3 separate regions of the Sus scrofa genome follow, and regions 2 and 3 are each linked to region 1. Evidence: chromatin contacts called from public HiChIP or PLAC-seq data. All regions are on one chromosome and are shown on one strand. Each heading gives the region's core, a stretch centred on a gene start, on an enhancer-like site or on the middle of the called end of the contact. The rest is flanking DNA. Distances are from core to core; before and after follow the strand shown.

Region 1 (3,333 bases), core at 204-2,703:
AGGAGACATATTAGAGGTGAAAGACCATAAGCTTTGGGGTTCATAGACCAAGGAGACCCCACGATTTGCTTTGTAATATTACTTAAGTTATTTAATATTTTCCAGCTCAGATTCTTCATCTAAGTTGGTGACAAGAATACCTACGTGGGAGTTCCTGTCGTGGCACAGTGGTAACGAACCAGACTAGTATCCATGAGGACATGGGTTTGATCCCTGGCCTCGCTCAGTGGGTTAAGGATCCAGCATTGCCACAAACTGTGGTGTAGGTCACAGACGCAGCTTGGATCTGGTGTTACTGTGGCTGTGGTGTAGGCCAGCAGCTACAGCTCTGATTCGACTCCTAGCCTAGTAACTTCCATATGCCGCAGGTGCAGCCCTATAAAAACAAACAAAAAGGAAAAAAAAAAAAAAAAAAAAAAAAGCTTACATGGCAGAGGTATTTTATTTATTTATTTATTTGTTTGTTTTTATTTTCACTGTACAGCATGGGGACCAAGTTACACATACATGTATACATAATTTTTCCTCCCATTGTTGTGTTGTGATGTAAGTATCTAGACATAGTTCTCAATGCTACGCAGCAGATCTCATTGTAAATCCATTCCAAGAGCAATGCAAATTATTCATGTATTAATTTTTCTTGGAACTACTACATATGCCATTTCTGTATTAAACGTAAGATATAAAAATGAAAGCAATCTCCTGCCTTCAGAGATCTGTAATAGATGAAAAAAAAACAGAAACAAAATCAAATGATTGAATATTTTAAAGTGGTATGTTGGGAGTGGGTGTATAATACAGTGAAGGCAGAAAAAGGGAAATTTTATATTTTACTTTGGAGGATGGAGAGATCAGTTAGGGAAATCAGCCTGTAAATTAAAGTGCTCAATTGTATATAAATAGATAATTAACAAGGACCTACTGTATAACATAGAGAAATCTACTCAATATTCTATAAACCAAATGGGAAAAAAGAATGGATATATGTATATGTTTAACTGAATCCTTTTGCTGTACACCTAAGACAAATACAATATTTTAAGTCAACTACACTCCAATAAAATTTTTAAAAAAAGGTGTTGACAGTGAGCTATAGTGGAGGAAGGATAGGCTATAAGGAGTAGATATTCCACATATTCATTAATACAGTAATTCTTTCAGCACACATTTATTGTGTGCCCCTTACATAGTGGTGAGCCTCATGGTGAATAAAAAGAGATGATTTCTCAGCTATGCATGTATATCCTGTCCTCACAGTGCATACAGTCAATGTGGAAGTGACACAGCTATGTTAACAGAGCACTCTTAACAGACCTCCACTTAACTGACTTGGCAAATTAACTAATACTATCAATTGCTTTTGCAAAACAAACTGATTAATATTCCGGGCTCAGTGAAAGCTCACAGCCAGTAGGCTACGCTCCAGTAAGCCTACACACTTCTCCTCTCATTTGTTGAGTTGCACACTTGCCAAGAATTAGTTGTGTTTATGCCCAAACTATTTATGACAGTTGACTTATTATTGTAACCATGTAATATAATTAAACGTTGCTTACATAATTCAGTGAAATAGAGTGTAAAATGAAAGACTTGTTTCTTTGAAAATTAAGTTGAATATTTTGGAAAGACACAAGAGGAATCATTGAAAATATTTCTATAAAAATTATAAAAAGGTTATACAACCAGAAAAGACTCAGAAAAAAAGTCTTAATAATCCAGAAAATTTTACATTCAGATTAGTTGGCAAATGTGTAGCTTTTCACTCTGTTTTAAGTTATCACTCCACTTTAAATAAAGTGAAACTAAAACTTACACATGGTGCACTATGGTGGCTCTTTAACCAACATACCCATCTCCAAATTAAAATCCATAGCCTTACAGCAAAAAACTGGTGATGTGCATTTAAAGTATTAGGACAAAAAATAAAAAATAAAAACAAAAAACAAACTTTAAGGTATGTACATAACATTTTTAAAGCTCCTCAATTTGATTCTACTTTAATTATTAGCAGTCATATATGATGAAAGCTTCTAGTAGAGAAATTGATGTAATGATATGGAAATACTGGGACCTTAGAAAGAATTAATCAATCCTAGAGAACAAGAGCTCTGAAGCAGAGTAAGCCAGGCCAAGGAAAGAGGTAGGGTAAAGATAGCATCCCATGCAGACAAAACAGAGACCAAAAAAAAAAAAAAAAGACATGAGGAACTGAAAAAAGTTCAATGTAGCTTGACTATACTGTGTGAGAGTGAACATGCCAAGTTGACTGGGCTGGTAGTGGTAGGAGGGGCCAGATCCAACTCTTGGAAATCCTTATCAGTCATGTTAAATCTGAACTTATCTTGAAGGGTTTTAAGTTATGATACTTCTATTATTAGATCTGAATTAAGGTAAAATAACAGGTTGAATATAGAGGCTGATGAGTTAGTGGGCAGCAAAGTTGAAGGAAGAAGATAAGTTCATCTATGTAAGATGATGGCAGCCTAGAGTAATGTGTAGCAGTGGATTTGGGAATGTGTGGAGGGATTTTAGAGATATTAGTGAGGTATAATCAAGGGATTTTAGAGATATTAGTGAGGTATAATCAGATAATGATAACTAGCTGAAATTCAGGGCTGAAAAAAAGATTGGTAGTGGTCAAAGATAGATTCTCCTAGATTTCTGGCTTAGAAATTGGGTAGATAGTGCCATTTACAGAAGTGTATAACTTGAATGAGAAAAAAGTTAGTTCAGGAGGGTGGCGGGAATAATGAAGTCTCTTCTGAGATTACTGTGCATGATTATGTCACTTATAAGGTCATTAAGTGGGAGAGTCCTGGAGCGACTGGGTATATGGGGTTCAGGCAAGAGGTAAAGCTTAGGAAGAAAAAGGAAAAAAGAGGATTTGTTGGCATCTGCATACAGGTGGTAATTGAAACCATAATGTATAATGTATAAACTCCAAAAGAGAGTTAGCAGACTATAAAAAACAGAAAAACAGAAGAAAAGAAAAATGCATAGGAAAGAGTCCTGGGGGACAGAATATTGAAGCGTGAGTAGGAAAAAAGAGAACTCAAAAATGCAATTAATACAGGAGCAGCCAAAAAATCGAGAAGGAAGGGGAGTGTTCAAAGGGTCCATTACTGCTGAGTGACAATGCCCAGTGGACTTAGGAGCCCATAGGTCGTGAGTGCCTGGGATGAAGGGTACATTCAAGGGTGCACCTAGAGCCTAAGGAAGAAAGGAAGACTGCACTGGGATGAGGAGTGAGGGGGAGATGCCGGAAGGGAGGTGGGAAGTGCCATTATTTTGCTGTTTCAAGAGTCATATGCAAGGTGAGGTATAGAAAGAGAA
Region 2 (3,533 bases), core at 25-2,524, 180 kb before region 1:
AGAATGAAATTGTTGAAACTATCCTGATATTTATTTCATCTTAATTTTGAATATATTTCAATTCATCTTTTCTAAGGATCTCCACAATTTTGCAGATACTTAAAACACTTAGGTGTAATATTTAGGGGGATTTACAGCAGTTTAGAGAAGTTACCCTTTATATATTGAGAATTTATGTATTATGAACACTCTGATTTTCTATTATAATTTAAAATCTCTGCTATCTATGGGGGTGATTAGAGTGATTTGTGGAGTTCTGTTTGGTTTTTCCCAAATATGACTTTAGGAAAATTACTTTTAATTAGATAACTGACAGGTGTTTTTTTTTTTTTTAAACCTGCTTTACTAATATATAACACACAGTGTTCTTAAAATCGTCATGAAGTAGTTGTTAGCCTGAGCTCAAATGATTTGCTCTCCAATAAAAATTGGTTAATTTTGTTTGTGGCATAGCACCGACTATCACTTGTCATAATTTAAAAAATGAGCCCACTGGTACAATTGCTGTTTAATAAATCTAGAGGAAGTAAACTTTTAAAAAGTAATTCATTAAACAACTTAAATACAGTGTCATACATATGGTGTCCATTATTTAGTGTGTATCAATGTGAATAAATTCGTTCCCAATCCCAAAATCTAAAGAAAAGGTGTTATCCAAAATTTCCCAGACATACAGAATGGCGCTTAAGATATAGTTGATGATTGTATTTTCCATGTATCATTTTTCTTTCCTCAGCAGAAAAAAAAAACTTCAGTAACTATTTCTGGGATTCTTGAAAGGAGTAGGACTACAGTGCCTGTTCCTACTCTTTCAGCATTGATTTTTTTCACAATCTGTGATATGGTTTCTCAGAAATGCTGTTTGGCAGTCCTGATAATTTCATATGTTTTCAAACGTAAGCCACCCAGACTACACAGTTCAGTATTTTGAGCTCCTTTCATTTTCCTTTTCTCTTTAATTATAGAAGTCTCTATTCCCTCTTTTTGCAAATGTGGTCGAGAAAGATGCTAAATGCGACTAGTTGTAGAAAGAACATGTATTTTTTTTTTTTTTTCTCATTGACGATCCGTATAAGTTCTTCCCAAATACAAAAGCTGTTCTATAGCCAATTGATGCTATTGATGGGCAATAGTTTACTCCTAACAACTTTTTGGACCCTCACCCGTTCCTCTGACTTTGGTGGACGTGGCACATGCCCGGTGGACAAAAAAAAAAAAACAAGTAAACACTCTAATTTTAAACTTGCACTGTAAAGCACTTTCAAAATAGTAATAGTTGAGCTTCATCTCAGACCTGACTTTCCTTCTCAATCCATTCCCGAGGACCCCTCTCTCCTCGGTCTATCCGGCGCCCTTTTCTGAAATTGCACGGCACAGTTAATTGCGAAGCCGAGTGGGTGGGTCCACGCGCACACCCAGACTCCGGCCAGGACGCCGATCCCGGAGCTCCGCGTCGCGCGCCTGGATAGCAGCCTCGCTCCTTTCGCCTGGCCTCACCACAAATCCCAGTTTGAAAGAAAACTTCACGAGGCCGAAATGAACCTCCCCTCGCCGTTACAATTCTTCCTTTCGAGCCGGCAGAAAACGTGAGATTTACCAGGACTCGGGGGTGTGTGGATTGGGGCTGCCGGGGTACTCTCGGAAGCGGGTTACCTGGTGCCCCCTCTGGGGGCGGGGTCCACCGTCCGGGGGCGCCGGGCCAGGGGGTACGCGGCCCGGCGCGCGGGTGGGCGCGAGGAGAGTGCGCGCGTCGCGGAGCCGCAGGGGCAGCACTTGTCCTGTAATCGATTGCCGAGCGCGCCGAGCGGCCCTGCGCGCATACACGCGCACTCGCGCCCTCCCCAGCCCCCCCCGCGCGCGCGCACACACACACATACACACACATAAACACACACATACACACACGAACACACGCACAGGCGCCCAGGCCCCGCACACGCACGCGCGCGCGCACGCCCGTCCTCTTGCCCGCCAGTCCCCGCGCCCCGGGCCCGCCGCCGCCGCCGCCGCGGTGGCCGCCGCCGCCGCCAGCCAGCCCTCCGCCCGCGGGCGTCTGCGCGAGCCCGGCCGGCGGGGGAGATGTGCTCTGGCTCAGGCGGATCGGTTTCTCGGGGTTTGACCAGCTGTCCCGGGCTAACCCTGCTCCTCGCTGAAGATGGAGGAAGTAAAAACAGGATTACCCTTAGCTACAGATCCACTGCCTTAGTTTCCACCACCAACTGCAGTGCACAAACACACGTTAGGCACAGGAAAGAAAGAAAAAGAGAGGACACACTAACAGTAAACACAAACAAAAGGGTGATGGGATTATTTTACTGCATGCACTGCTGAGGTAAATCTCCGCTTGGCTTTTGCGTGGCGAAGAACAGCTCTTGTTTTATTTGTCTCTGATTCATAGATTATATATAAATATGTGTATCTGATTTGCAAAGGGGGGGAGTGTTTTCAAAGTTAAGTGTAATTATATAGCATCTCGTTTTGCACTGTGATGTGATCAAATGACTTGTTGCTGTTAACCAGTAATAATAATAATACTATAGACATTTTTTCTCTGGGAGGGATGGATTGTGGTTATGATTAGGGTAACGATTTCTGTAAAGGACGCTCAGAGAATCGGGTTGCAGATGATGTCTTCTGCCTTAATTTGTCGTCCCCTCCTTGTAATCTGTTTCTGGGATGTGAATCGATCAATCAGTTCTCATCTCTATAGCTGTCATGGATTTGGACTTGTTTTGCTTTGTTTTAACTTGAATTCCAAGAAAGATTGGGCAGCTTGGAATAAATTGCAGCTGTCCAGATAGAAGGTAATATCCAGATTCTGTTGGAATTGTGAATACAACAACAACCTGATATGACACGTAAAAAGGCAGCAATTAAATCACTTTGACAGGTTCTGGTATGGGCGAAAGAGATGGAATTAAGATTTAGTTTTTATTTTTTTTTATCTTTTATTTATTTATTTATTTTCTTGCCAAGGGTGAAAAACAGTCCTGTGAAGTTGGCCTAGGTTCTTTGCTGGGTTCTCCCTGACTGTCCCTCCCCTCTCACCCCCCCCCCTTTTCTTTCAGTTTTCTTGTCTTAGCTTTTGGTCGATTCTTAAGGAACCGGTGGATCAAGTTTTTTCTCTTCTTGTTAATCGCATTGCTGTAGCACTGACTGACCTCTCTCTCTTTTTTTCCTCTTTCCTGAAAGTACGTGGTGCCATTCCTGAGTGACTTTTCCTACTAGACCATCCCAAAGGGACGAGGGGGAGGGGTAGGAGGAGGAGGAGGAGAAGGGGGGTGTTCCTTCTCTCTCATTTCTTGGTTTTGTTTATCAGCCGATCTGTTTGCTGGATTTGGGCTCGGAATGACCCACCTGTAAAGTGCTTTTCCTTCCTCCTCGCCTTGAACTCTGCAGGGGGCTTGGCTTGGAGGGGGCAAGGGAGGGAAGGAGAGAAGGGGGAAACACAAAAAACTTCTTTCTTTCTCTCTCCGTTTATCTTCAGCCCGACATTGTCACCTCCTCTTTGAGGGGTTAGAAGAAGCTGAGAT
Region 3 (3,549 bases), core at 25-2,524, 190 kb before region 1:
GTAGAAAGGTCCCAACTCTCCACAAATGCTTTAAACAACAGACAAATGTGTGTTGTGCCTCTGAGATATTTGGCCTTGTTTATTATATTAACCTCTCCTGAATAGAAGAAACCTTAGAAAAATATCTTAATATAAACTATTTTTAACAGGGATTTATCATCATGGGAGTTTAAGTGGCAACAGGACAAATCAGGTTACCAGTTGACCTTGGAAACTGACAGATACATGGGACAGTTCAGGGATGTGAAGGAGATTTTGGTAGTGGAGACTCACTGGGTTCAGGGAGGCCACTGTTTGATTATAAAATCTGGGAATAGAACTAACTACAGGTGTGGATAGTAAATAGATTTTTTTTTTTTTCTTTTCAGGGTTGCACTTGCAACATATGGAAGTTCCCAGGCTAGGGGTTGAATTAGAGATGCAGCTGCTGGCCTACACCATAGATACAAAAACGCCAGATCCGAGCCGTGTCTGTGACCTACACCACAGCTCATGGCAATGCAGATCTTTAACCCACTGAGCAAGGCCAGGGATAGAACCTGCATCCTTATGGATACTAGTTGCGTTTGTTAGCACTGAGCCATGATGGGAACTTCTAAACAGCTACAGTTTTAAAGTTGGTAGGTCATGGAAGTGGGGGGTGAAGGAAAGGGTCAAGAAGATTTAAAAAAAAATCAACATTATATATGTTTTCTGAGAGACCTTCAGAAACATATAAGTAGCACCCCTCCACCCTGACTTCTTTATTCCTTTATGACACCTGTTTATTTCCTCCCTAACATGTAATACAGACTTTAATTGTATATTTATTTGCTTAATTTTTCATTGTCTGTTTCATCTAGTCTAATGTGTTTCCTAAGGTCAACTTTGCATGTTTTATTCATGTCTTTGTCTAATGGAGTGTTTGTCACTGAACAGGTGAATAAATAAATAAATGCAAAAACTGTTCTCACTCATTGGGACATTTAACACTTTAGACTCTCTTCATTGGTTCCTGTCTTGTGCCCTGGTGACACAGAACTGGCTTTCCTATGTCTGAGCTCAGTCTTGCCTGAGTGGGTCCCTGATTCATACTCTTGGACCTCTCCAGTATTACCCACCCCTCTGCTTAGACTCTACCATTTACCTGCCATGATGACTTTTGTCCAACACCTGCCCTGCCTCTGCCTCTTGTGCCCATCTTCTCATTCCCGATCTATCTTCAGACTCACGATTTTGTGTGTTTGATACCAGTATAACTGACGCTTGCTTCATACCCAGGGGCAGGATCATGTATCTTACTGCTGCCATTCTGAATCCAAGCGCACCCAGCCAGCAGCTGCCTCTGAGCCCGCTCTCTCCAAATTTCCTTAGTATTCAACACAGAACAGCTCATTTGGGCTCAGCTCACCACCTATCTTTAACTAATGTAGTTCTAATCAAACATATACACTTTTAAAAATAAAATGGGACCATTTAAACAAAAGGGAAAAGGACTTAATTCAAAACTATTTAAGTAGTGCTAGAAATAAAAGATGATAATAACAATCAGACATTAATCTCAAATAAAGGCTTGGGAGGTCAGGGATCATATGTGTACTACCTTAAATATGCTATGCCCATAGCAAATACTCAATAATTTCTTTTTTCAATTGCTTGGTTATTGTGACTAAAACTTCATAATTTTGACAAACACTGATGTGGTAGAATGTGCCACGAAGTCTGTTGCTAGTTCCAGTCCTCTTTAGTAGCCTTGGCTCGCTACCCAAATAATTATGTTCTGAGGTCTCTCATAGTCACATTTTATCATGGCAGTGACAGCTCTGAAGTGGCTGAGTGGATGTAGAGATTGTTCATTAAATGATTTCAAGTAAAGAGCTTCAAGATCCTTCCACCTGTCATTCAAATCTATATGTTATTATTTGCTGTAGAACATTAAACACCAAAATCTCCTATAATTCCTCCCTCATTGAACTAACACCAGCCATGCCACGTACAATTCAGTTGATCACTCAGAATATGATTTCCTCAAGCATCCTATTCTTTCACTAAATTGTGGATAATTGGAATTGACAGTCTCATGGATTTTAAAGGAATTAAATGCAAGAGACTAAAGCTTTAAACCTTGCAATGAATAGGCCACAGGCAGCGGGTGCAGAAAACTGGGACGTTATTATGTATCTGTTTTGAGATAAACACTTTGCTGCTACTGGCATTCTGTAACTTTTTATTACATTAAAAAAAAAAAAAAAGGCAAGCCAAATGGGTTGCCATGGAAATACTTATGATGTCACAGAGGATGATGACTTCTCCTAATCTATAAGCAGCAAGAGCAGATGTGCTTGGAAGAAACAAAGATCTTGTTTTCATACAAATGTTCCCAAAATAAAACACAAAGGAAGAAAAATACCCAGAGCACATAATGCAAAGAAAAAGAATTGCTTCTAAATGGAATGTTTTATAAAGTTTTCCATAAAGCTTCAGCTGCTCCTCAAAGCACGACCAGCTTGAACGTGGATAACAAATGTGAAATTACAGTACTCACGAAATTAGTATTCAACTTGCACAATCTCTCCTTTCAAAGGCTTCAAGCATACTTTATGCATGCACAATTACAGAAGCAGGTAATGAGAGAGATTATGATTCCCTCCCTATTGTTGTTATTGTACTTAGCTAGATAAGTCTTGATAACCATTGCTTTGTTAAAAATAAATCTAAGCAATATTTATTAATTCTACTGAAAAGATCTTCTGGATTTTATCATAAGATACATTGGATAATTTTTCTAAAACACACATTATTCTGTCCAAGGAGATGGCTAGCAACATATCAACTTTTAGTAAAGACTCAAAGCTCAGTAGCAATGAATAATCTGCAAGCTGTAGTAATTTTTTACAATTTTATTATTTCACATCACAATTAATTTCACTTCGATTATTAGAGATTTTTAAAAAGGATATTCAAAGTTCATGGCTGTGACCTTCTGAAATACATAGATAGGATAAACAATATATCAAATGAATGAGTTGTGTCAAAATATATTACAATGCTTTCATTACATCACTTTGAATTTAATCCTGTAGCTTGGTGGTCATTGATACCCTCCCTCCCAAGTTAATTCTTCAGATTCTCAAATCAGACTCCCACAATAACCTCAAATATTTCTGAGAATTAATCAAAGTTTAGATAATAAAAATGAATTAATTATAATTAACTTCTCACTCCTTGCAGTAAAAATTCCCCATACAACTTGGAACATGGATTTGCCAATAAAAATTTTAATTCTTATATAGCTAAATGAGAGATATGAACTGAGTAGAAAGGAGATAACCAACAATTCTGACAATTCCTAAAATGTATTCCTCCTAATGAAATCTACTCTAGAATAATCTTTTAAATGAAAACATAAAAGATAAGACTAAGATATATTGAGCTATAATCTATAATTCTGCCCTACTATTGAGGTAGCATATACATTTAATTTTACTTTCAATGTAATGTCCAAAGTAACTTTTTATTTTCATTCAAATAAAAATTAAATTTGTCAATTCTACTGAGAAATGAAAATAG

Evidence for each region. HiChIP or PLAC-seq counts read pairs in DNA pulled down with a chosen protein or histone mark.
Region 2: an H3K27ac HiChIP or PLAC-seq map of skeletal muscle shows a contact between it and region 1, with 4 times the contacts expected there. The contact joins the promoter of IKZF2 here to the enhancer-like site in region 1. A contact is called at or near these places in 1 of 5 promoter capture datasets (fetal liver), 6 of 47 Hi-C or Micro-C datasets (alveolar macrophages, embryonic fibroblasts, liver and 2 more) and 2 of 2 datasets of contacts at active chromatin or transcription factors (alveolar macrophages and skeletal muscle).
Region 3: an H3K27ac HiChIP or PLAC-seq map of skeletal muscle shows a contact between it and region 1, with 4 times the contacts expected there. The contact joins two enhancer-like sites. A contact is called at or near these places in 2 of 47 Hi-C or Micro-C datasets (psoas muscle and skeletal muscle) and 2 of 2 datasets of contacts at active chromatin or transcription factors (alveolar macrophages and skeletal muscle).

What each region holds. Positions count from the first base shown.
Region 1 is chr15:115,498,636-115,501,968 of Sscrofa11.1, reverse strand. No RefSeq gene overlaps it. Among named protein-coding and RNA genes, the nearest start is that of IKZF2, 180 kb to the left of the region's middle. Within about 2 kb of position 1,453, at least 2 of the 83 cell types and tissues checked have an H3K27ac peak or open chromatin away from gene starts, as enhancers often do. A contact at or near this core is called in skeletal muscle, where this site is marked.
Region 2 is chr15:115,675,244-115,678,776 of Sscrofa11.1, reverse strand. IKZF2 (zinc finger protein Helios) reads left to right here and starts at 1,274. Exons shown (of 8, transcript XM_021076006.1): 1 at 1,274-1,586.
Region 3 is chr15:115,691,381-115,694,929 of Sscrofa11.1, reverse strand. No RefSeq gene overlaps it. Among named protein-coding and RNA genes, the nearest start is that of IKZF2, 16 kb to the right of the region's middle. Within about 2 kb of position 1,274, at least 2 of the 83 cell types and tissues checked have an H3K27ac peak or open chromatin away from gene starts, as enhancers often do. A contact at or near this core is called in skeletal muscle, where this site is marked.